Regions from separate parts of the Anser cygnoides genome. Here region 2 is linked to region 1. A link is a contact called in public Hi-C data. All regions are on one chromosome and are shown on one strand. The core of a region is the stretch at or near the end of the contact, and the rest is flanking DNA. Distances in the headings are between cores, read along the strand shown. Region 1 holds the start of CALM1 (calmodulin 1). Region 2 overlaps LOC106036716 (a long non-coding RNA gene).

The links. A called contact is a pair of places that touch in the nucleus more often than the background predicts.
Region 2: a contact with region 1 is called in a Hi-C map of liver, with 3 times the contacts expected there. The contact joins the enhancer-like site here to the promoter of CALM1 in region 1. A contact is called at or near these places in 3 of 7 Hi-C or Micro-C datasets (granulosa cells and liver).

Annotation. Positions count from the first base shown.
Region 1 is chr5:49,197,279-49,202,316 of Taihu_goose_T2T_genome, reverse strand. CALM1 (calmodulin 1) reads right to left here and starts at 2,974. Exons shown (of 6, transcript XM_066998254.1): 1 at 2,776-2,974; 2 at 146-176. The coding sequence starts at 2,778. LOC136790964 (a long non-coding RNA gene) reads left to right here and starts at 3,080. Exons shown (of 2, transcript XR_010831966.1): 1 at 3,080-3,158; 2 at 3,471-3,692.
Region 2 is chr5:49,310,607-49,315,644 of Taihu_goose_T2T_genome, reverse strand. All of the region lies in intron 3 of LOC106036716 (a long non-coding RNA gene), which reads right to left. Among named protein-coding and RNA genes, the nearest start is that of CALM1, 110 kb to the right of the region's middle. Within about 2 kb of position 2,759, at least 1 of the 3 cell types and tissues checked has open chromatin away from gene starts, as enhancers often do.

The DNA of each region.
Region 1 (5,038 bases), core at 1,725-4,224:
AAAGGGAGTGCTTTTTTTTTGTTGTTAAGGGAATTGTTAGTACAGATTTGAAATTGTAGAAAAAAAGATGATCCCATTATGTTTGAGATATTTTCTTTCAGTCACAAGGAATTAGCCAAAAAGTATGTATCATTAAGACACTTACCAGCAATCTGTTCTTCAGTCAGCTGATCAGCCTACACGAAGAATAGAATATTTTAGAATAATGTTTACCTCTAGCTGTGTCAAGCCACGAGGCCCTTCCCTCAAACTTCAGTGAAGATTTATTATTACCATTACAGAGGCACTTGCAACCCCTGGAATTCTCCCTCTGCAAGAAGGGATTCCACTCACCTACACAATGCAGCCATTCCCAAAAGCGTAAGAACTAGCATGTTCCAGAACTGCCCACTCAGAACTATGTGCCATCCTTTGCCTTGAAGAACCCGATTTCGTCGGGCAAAGGACACAAGGCAGGCTCCTTGTAATTGATCAGAAGAGCATGAAATCCTTAATGACATGCTTAGAGTCTTGCATCACATCAGATGTCACTTCCAGAAGTACAGTGACCCTACTCAAGCGTGGGGCTATTTGCACATCAGTGGGCTAACGGCAAGTGTGCCACCTAGTGATCTAACACTACGGCAGCCCAAGCAGCAGCCTACAGTAAGCTTAACAGACAGAACCGTGCTGTAATAGGAGGAAATGCTGCTCAGTATCAGAGATTTTCACCATCCGACAACACGAAAACACCAGTTTGTCACGTTATCCCTCCATTCAGCCAAGCACCCTAAGATGCCTCCCACTGAGGCACAAACCACAGTGCACATCCTTCTAACGCCAAGATTTAAAGCGCTCGCCTGTGACCTTCTGCACATCAGGAGGCCAGTGCTGCATCCAGAGGTGCACTGCGCAGCGGGCAACTGAACGCGCTCCTCCAGAGCTCAGCTGTGCTGACTGCATCCTTCCAGAAGTCTCCCCTTTCTGTACAGATAGGGCATCGCAAAAACCTCCACTGATCAGACTAAGATAGCTGGTTCTTCACAGAAATCATTCATTTCTCTCATCATTAAAATAAAAACAAGCCTAAAACTGAATTTTAGTTACCTAGACATGAATATTTGAAAACAAAGTACTAGCTCCTGTAAGGCTTCTTTTATTGAAAAGCTTTTACCAATACAAAAAAAAATAATGCTGCTGGTCAAAGAAAGCAGGCATCTTGCAACCCTTTTGTCCTAAAATACCATTAATCTCGAGCATAAAAGCCAGGTAACTACAGCAAAGGGCAACAAATGCAATGGAGAATTAACAGGCTGCATGATCTGTCAAGCCCCGCACAGGTGAACAACAGGGTTGGAAGCTTGCCGGATGTGTTAAGTGACACACAGACATCATCAGTATTTAGGTGCCGACTTCAGTGTTTTATGTCTGTGAGTAGTGATTAAACAGCTCCCCACATGTATGGCAGGGTAAGAAAATAGTGGAAATATGCTTGCAGTTAAAAACCAAATTCACATTTCTTACGTCACGCTAAACGACTGTAGAAAACGTCTTCAAAAATCCAGCTTGACCTCCCACTCTTTTCGCGATTTTCCACCAAAGATAAGGCTTCCCTTAAAAATCATCTCAGCAATTTACATAACAGACCAAATGCCCTGCAGAACAGGAAACGGTGCCACGCCTCGGCAAAAACCCCAACCAGCAGCACCAGCTTTCTGCCCCGTGTCTCGGGGCTCCGGATGCCTCCGAAAAGCGGCGTCACACCAAGACACGGCAGCGCCGGGGCTGTCCTCGGGGCTCGGCTCGCCGCAGGCGGCCGCCAGCGCTGTGCTGGGGGACAAAGGTGCCTGGGGCTGGGGCTGCCACCCCGGCCCGCCACCAAACCGTGTCCCGGTGGTGTCAGCCTGCCCCGGCGGGGAGGGGAGACCGACAGGCAGCACGGAGCGACACCCAGATGGCCAGAAAGCGATTGGAGGGCAGCCTGCTCCCCCCCTCCAAAAAAAAAAAATAATTAAAAAAAAGAAATCCCAACCCTTCCCTCCTCGGCGGGGGGCTGCCCCCGAAGCCCCCCAGCCCCAGGCTGCCATCCCCGGGGCTGTGGGGGCAGGCGGGCAGCGGCGGGCGCAACAGGCGCCCTGCCCGGCGGTCAGTGCTGCACTGCGGCCCCGCTTCCTTCCCCTCCCCTTCCCCTCCCCTCCCTCCCCCGGGCGGGGAAGGCAGCGGCTCCCCCTGCCCCAACCCCCATCCCCTTCCCCTATCCCCCCCACCCCCCATCCCCTACCCCCGGGGGCTGGAGGGGGGTGGGGGGAGAGAGGCTCGGCTGCCCCCCCAACCCCCGCGGCCGGGGGCCAGGCGGCGGGAGGCAGGGAGGAAGAGGAGGAGACATGATGTAATGCGGGCAGCCCGGCTGCGTTTTTGGGGACGGTACCGGGGAGGAATGGGGGGGGAGGGGGGGGCTGAGGGCGCAGCAGCCGCAGCGCGGTCTCCCCCCCCCCCCCCGGCTCGGTGCGCACTGCGGCCGGGGCGCAGCGGGGCAGAGCCGCGGCCCCGGGGAGCGGCTCCCGGCCCTTTCCGGAGGGCGAGGCGGGGCGGGCGGCGCCGCGGGGGAGAAGGAAGCGGCGGGAGGGAGAAGGGAAGGGGGGGGGGGAAGGGAAGAGAGGGAAGGGGTGCCCGGCACGGCCGTTAGCTCTGCGGCCTCCCACCGCCCCCGCGCCGCAGCCCTCCCCGGGGACAGCCCGGCTCGGCCGCCCCTCTCCTCAGCCAGCCCCCGGTGCTGCGGGCGGCCGCGCTACCTACCATGGCGCGGCGGCGGCGGCACGAACTGCGCGACCACGAGCGGCGGCGGCTGCTGCCTCCTGCTGCTGCTGCTGCCTCCCGCTACTGCTCCTCCTGCAGCTGCTGCTGCTGCCCGGCGCGGCGGCGGCGAGGAGTGCTGGGGGTGCGAGGCTGCGCCGTGCCGCTATATATGGAGCGCTGTATCCCTCCGCCGGAGCGGGGCCTTTTTCTCCCCTCCCCGGCGCGCTCTGTGTGAGGGTGACTGCGGCGAGCGGCCCTGCCCCCTCCGCCGCCCGCCCCTCCCCGCCCCGCCCGCCCGCTGCGGGAGACGGGGCACGGAGGGGGCGCCCCCAGACCCTCCCCCCCCCCCCCCGCCCCGTCCCCGCACCCCTCACGCCCCTGAGGTAAGAGCGGAGGGAGCGGCCCCGCTGCGGGGGCCCTGCCCGCGCTGCCCCGGGGCCATTTTGCGGGCAGCCCGCGGACCCCGAGCCCCCTTCCCTGCCCGTCGCCCCCCGGGGGTCCCGGCGGCTCGGGGCCGTTTTTCCCCGTTTTTCCCCGTTTTCCCCATCCCCGGGGGCAGCAGCTGGGTGCCGGGGGTGCGTTGCCCAAGCGTGTTTTTCGGGGAAACCTGGGCGAGCAGGGGGGCACGGCAGAGGCCGGAGAGGTGGTGTGGGGCTCTGAAGTGACCACCCTTGCCTTTAATCTTTAATCTTTAGGGCTTTTATCAAGCGCCAAAATGTAGCTCACGGTAAAATTCAGTCCAGAATCAGGAGGTCTACGACTGACGTGTCACTTCGGCCCCTTCTCAGCACAGCCGCTGTAGTCCCCAAGTGAGGGGCAGCAAGCACACGGCCTGATGTTCCTCCTTCGTTCCTCCTTCGTTCCTCCTCTGCCTCCCAGGCTTTGGGGATTTAGGCCACCAACCGATGATAACCCAGGTAAATACCGTAGCGTCCACGTTGTACCTTTTTTAACAGGTACAGAAGCATACAAACATGGACCTACGCTAGGACCAAGAATTTTGCTTCCGTTTGTGACAGGAACCCTTAGATGCTGAGCTTCCTTGCAGCTCATGGTATTTTTAGTTAAGGTTGTAATTTGGGCCTCTCCGGATTGGAAGGTTAGCGGTATTTCCGTTGTGGTCGTAATTCTGATGATCTTACTGCAGTGTAGCACTAAATCTTCTAAAATGCATTTTTCTATTCTTCCATTTTTGAAAAATTTTGCATACTTTCAGCCTTTGAAATAAAAGCCAAATGGGTTAGGTTCTGTTTATTTAACCATTTCAGTAGCTGTACCAGTGAAGTTAAAATTCATTTGCTTGCCGTGGTGGAACACAAAGATAGGTTGGCAAACACAACTATCATCTATTTCCAATCTAGAAATACTTCTCATAGCGAGCTATAGCTTATTCCACATGTCATAGTTGGGTCCCAAAACTGTTTTAACATTTGTGTAAGAAGTAGTGTCTGAAATGGTGTCAGAAGACCGATTTGCAGCTGGCTGGTCTGCAAATGATAGGTTTAGGGACAGCTTCCATTTTAGCTGCAGAATGCCTCGCCTCCTATATTAAACGTATATATATTTAAATACAAAGCAGTGAGGTTGAATTTCTTTTTTTTTTTCCATAGAAGAACATGCAAATCGATCTTTTGTTTTCAAACCAGACCAACAATTTTAAGCTCTTATTTTCTCAGCTTAATTTCTTTCCAGAAAACATGACACAATGCTTGATTGATGTGGGCTACAAGAGCTTTTGCTTGGATAAGTGAATCTTGGAACTCCCTGAGTCTCACGGGGATGTCTGAAGAATGTTCATGTGCAAATCATTCACTTCATTGCGCTGGCCTCACACAAGTGAAGATCTCATTATTGAAATGAGAGCTCTATACAAATATTGGGCTAACAAATTTATACAGTTATCTCACAAAGATAAATAGCTAATGCAATCTCATGGTCTTTGGCCAAAATGTTTCTAATGTGGAAGGCTGAAGGTATTACCAGGAGAATAATCTCACCAACACTTCAATGCGACAATTTAGAATGTGGGTGCTTATTTTCCAGTACATGTAATACATTCTTCCGTTGATACAAAGCCTTCACTTGTTAAAAAGTGAAGGGATTAGATTATATCTGTTGAGGAGAGACTATGAGACACGTAACTAAACTTCATGGAGATTCTTTTACAAAGTACCAACATTACAATGTTTGTACCTATGTGAAGAGACTTGGAAATGTGAGTTAAAAAGCCTCATGGTCGCGCTCAGCGAAGGCTGCCAAAGAT
Region 2 (5,038 bases), core at 1,510-4,009, 110 kb before region 1:
GCACAGTAACCAGACTAAATTCACCATGTCCTCACCGCGGTGTGCTGGCCATGGGAACAGGCTTACTGGCAATCACTGAGCAAGGAATAGAAGTGCATTAAGACACTTTCAAAAGAAAGGCTTACATTTCATTATCCCTGTAGGGTACAAGTGTGCTGTACCTAGTGGACTTTAAATTCACTGTCTAGCTTGCTAGTTAATAGTCTCCCAGAACAGAAATCTGAGTAATCGCCCCTTCTAATAAATGGAGTGAGATTCAAGAGGCCTACGAGGGAGATCTCCACTTGCACAGCATCGCACCGATAGCCCCACAGCATTTCAAGCTGTTACTGCTGAGTGGCAGGCACTTTCTGCTATGGCTGACATTAAAGGAGACCCTGAATATGCATGTTGCCCTCTCTGCTGACAGCTGAATCTCTGATGTAGTGAAATGCATAACATCTGCCAAAGGAGCAAGCCCTCCTGAATAAATTAGCATCCACCCAGGATATGAGCTTGGACCCCTCAGCCGGCTGAAACCAGTTAAGAGACCAGCAAGGGGACGTGGAGACATCCATTCCTCACTTCCCAAGTCCACAGGAGGCTGGTAAAAGTCAAAAACTGTACTCCACACAGGAAGACAGCAGGGGAGCCCCATGGGCCTTGCCAATATTCAGGTCCTTTGTGGCAGCACAGGGCTTGTTCACAGCAATTCCCAGCTGATCACAGGAAGTTAAAGAACCCCCCAAGCTACTGAAAGAAGAAAAAGGAAAGGAAAGAAAAAAATAGCTATATAGTGGTTTTCATCAAACTAGACTGGAAAAAATATAATTCCTTCTGCACATCATTAAAAGTCCCCAGGCTCCACTGACAGCACTTCTGGGGACACAACCCAGCTTCTCTGTGTGCCATCACTTGCTGATGCCACAATCTTTTGTGTCACTGCAAGGCAGGAATAACAGTGAGAGAAACAAACATCCCCATATTCAAGGTCTGTATCCGTCAGCTGAGCAATTCCTCCTTGACTCTGCAGGTGATCAACAGGAGCCCTGAAGCGCAGATTTAAGTGGGTGCAGACAAGATCAGCAAAGACATATCTGCCTCTTTTGAGCCTATCCTCCCCTGAAGCTGGATATCTGATGCTGAAAGATACCTCAGGATACCGCATCCCTTTCGTCCATTGTGGGGCAGCACTGCCTTTTCCTTGTTCAAGAGATGCAGTGAGGTCCTCCAAGCAACAGGCTCCTCAGATCTTCTAAGGAAACAGGCAATTCCCAGAGGTTTGTCCTTCTTCCTTCGCAGAATTTATTGTTCAGGCTACAGCTTGGGTCACAGCCCTGGCCAGCGCAGCTGCCTTCATTGACTCAGTGGGAATGCTTACTACCAGGGAGAGGAGGAAACTCACTGAATTTTAATCACATTTTGGCTGCCAGTTCCAAGGCCAGGAAAATACTTGTTTACATGATTAGAAACAAGATGTGTTACATACACATAGTCTCGTCAGCAATTAGTGTCTGAGCATAGGCAGACAATAACCTCCTGGCTAAATGCAGTGCAAATCCCTCGGCTATGATATTTTGGCACAACTTTACCTCCAGGACCCTGATGTTGCTGTACCTGCCTCTCACTGACACTCAGCAAAACTACTGCTAGTGCAAGGGAATGGCACCTGGGCCAATTTCCTGTTTTGAACAGGAAAAAATAAAATATTCTGGGGAGCTAACAAGCCCTTAGAATTAAATACAGTTAGAAGAAAGAGGGAGCCTGTATACATCAGATGTAGATGCAGTTTAGTTAAGAACAGCTTTAGCTATCCAACAGGAGCAACTGAGTAGAAGTCAGTAAGACAAAGTGTTTCAGAGAAAATCAAAATTGAGTTCTTTGTGTCTGCACAATAAGGCACAAAGGAGAGACTGAAGACAGCCACAGGCTGTATAGAGGCAAACCCCTGGAGACAGCAATCCTGCTGGCAAGGCCCTGCCAGATCTACAGTGATCCTTGCAAATGATAGAGTGCAGCCATGCAGTTTCTTATGGGAGGGATTGGAAATGCAAACCACATAAACAGCTGCAGCCCAATTCCTTAATTTCTGAGCCTTTTTACAGCCCATGACCCCTCGCCACAGAACCAAGCGTGCTCTCCGTCCTTCACTCCATGCGTCTCTCTTTAACAATAGCGAAACAGTTACTTCAGCTTTTACTTGAGAAATCTTTAATGCAACTGTCTAAAAGCAATCTCCCTTAATGATGCTGCCTCTATAGGTATCTTTTGCAGCTCATTATCTGTCACAAAAAATGCAGCATAAATATATATAATGTGTGTATATATATATATGCTGCAATAGCTGGTAACACCCTCTGCTTCCTAAATCTTCCAAAAATAAGTTGCATGCATCTCCAGATAACTCACAGAAAAGATAAAAATAGGACAAATTAACCACCAAATTTAATTTTTGGCTTTTCTTTCTTTTTTTTTTCTTGGATGTGCTCACTATGTTGAACAGTTGCACTTCCCATGAGGTCATGCACTAGACAATAGTTTTCCAAGACCCTGGAAACAAGAGAAATCCATAAAACAATTCCACATCCAGCAGCACAGAGCTGCAGGCACTCACTGAAAGGTTTGCCCGGGAAGCGGCCTGGGTTGTCTCTCTCCTGTCTGTCTTCTTTATACCAATATTTCTTTTCCAAATATCTTCCCAAGCTGTCTGCTTTTATCTCCTCCTGCTACTTACTGAGCCTCCCCAGTTTTCTCAGGCTGTGCATTCCTCAGTGTCTTGCTCCCACTCACTTCTGAGATTAATGCTGTGTAATATTCCAGAGCTATCACATTCTGTTACTTGGAGCTCATCTCGTTCCTTCCCAAAATCAAATATAAATTAAAAAAAAAAAAAAAAAAGCCTGTATATCATGTATATCTAAGTGGATAAACACATGTAGGATCAAGTAGTGCTGAGGGATAATAAAGGGGTGTCTACATCAAACAAATTAGATAGTCATTCTGATGTGAAAAAGGTTCTCCAATTTATTTAGGTGTAGGCTTGTGATCTGTATAATCCAACACCCCCTAGAATATAGTGAAAGGCCTGCCTAATTTGGAGTACCCATACTTTGGATTGCCCTCAGCAGGTCTCTGACTAGGCCAGAAACAAGGCAGGGACTGCACCTGCTCGAAGCCTGAGGGCTGCTAGGAGGTGGAGCGAAGAGGCCATCCCGCTTCATGGACTTGATTTTGGCGATGAGTGATCAGCTCTGGGCAAGTCTCTCTGCAAGAAGGTGGTGCTGTGATTCACCCCTTTGGGCTGGGAGCAAGGTAATCATATTCTCACACTTCTCAGGACACAGGTAAGAGGCAGGTAGAAACTGGGCAAATTTTGCTCGTGAATAACTGCAGAGTGTCTTGGCACATCAGTCTCCATCAGCTACAAGGCCATGCTAGAAGATGGGCACCCACACTTGCACTTCCCTACAAAACAGATGTTTCTCCTCTGCCTTTCGATGGAAGAAATGCCATGAAGTACTACAATGGTAGTTAAAAATGTACTTGCATACTACGTCATGGGAGAGTGGGCTAATAAATTAATGATGACTAACTCCAGTGCTTCAAACTGGGGGAAGAGAGTTCCCTGGAAGAGCAAATTAGGCGACGTGTTATTACTAACAGTTCCTACAGCAGTCCAGTGGGTACAAGGCACTTTGCAGACAGGTCTCTTGACCTGCAGAACTGAAAGAAGAATTATATGGTACAGAATGATGTTTTTCCTCCTAGGAAGGGTAGTTTCTGTGAGCTAGAGCTGATGAAATCTGCTCTGCTTCGTACCTTTTCTGGTCAATGCTTGGCTGGACGATGCCTCTTTTTTGTGCCTTTCTGGAGAAAGAATAAACCACCTTATTCCTGCATCTGTTGAACTTAGCTGCCAGCCATTTTCAGTTTGTTGCAATAAATGGAAAGCTCCTAAACTCTGGCTGGCATAAGAGTCCAACAGCAATGAGGTCAAAAAGGAGAGAAGCATTCTGCACTTTGCAGAGAGCTGGGATATTTGCCAAGATCACAGTTTTTTCTCCAGCCAGTCAAGGGACACAGAAGCTTTTCCAGACGTTGTTGTCCAATTCAGAGCAGTTTGGCCAAAAGCAATATTCTGGAGGAATCCACTCTGGGCTGAATTTGGATTTTATTTTTAGTCAAACTGTCTGTCCTTCATTGCAAGGAAGAAAATACCATACAATCTATGCTCAGGCATCCACAGAAATATTGCTTTGAAACATTCTGCAGGAAGAGCAATCCCCGCCACTCCTGCTCCTTCACACTGGAGTACTGTCACAGTGTCCATCATCTGTTCGTGTGGTTTCCAAGCCATTCTAGTGTACAGAAATCTCAGCGTCCTGTCAGTGGGGCTCAATCTGCAGCACCCATTGCCCAAGACTGGCTCCTGCAGGCCACATTTCTGCCACCAGGGCTTCAGGTCAGGGGGAGACAGCATCAAGCAGCAGGCCTTCCCCTCTGCTGTTGTGTCCTTCCTGATCTTGTCCTTGGCACCAGGCTTCTCTGCAGAAACACTTCTTTCTTGTTGCAGCAAGCATTTTTACAGCACGGACCCACCATTTATTACTCACTGCAGTCATTTCTGCTGCATGCCATTGATTAACTAACTTCTTCATAGTGGTGAATGCAAAGAATGGGCTCGCAGAAGCAATAGGAGGAAAAGAGAAACACCTCTCAGTTTTCTATGTGAAGTCCCTTGGGTCATGTCACATGATCCCAATAAAGTCTATAAACCCAGGGCTTCTTGATAGCCAGAGCTTTACCCCAATGCAACATCACATCTTGTCGCTAATCCCGTTCAGTTTCCAACTGCATCCACAAACGCCATCCTTTTCCTTCCTCTCTCCTGCCCTAGGTCCCCATTCGAGGGTTGCTAGACCCTGGGCTCATTCCTCTGTAAAGAGTGTTAGGAAAATCATCTGCCTGCCTGGCTGCCCCGGGCTGCCCTGGAATACCAGTGCATTCGGCCAGCTCAGTGTCATTCAGAAATGTAATGAGGTCTCCTTAGAAATACAGT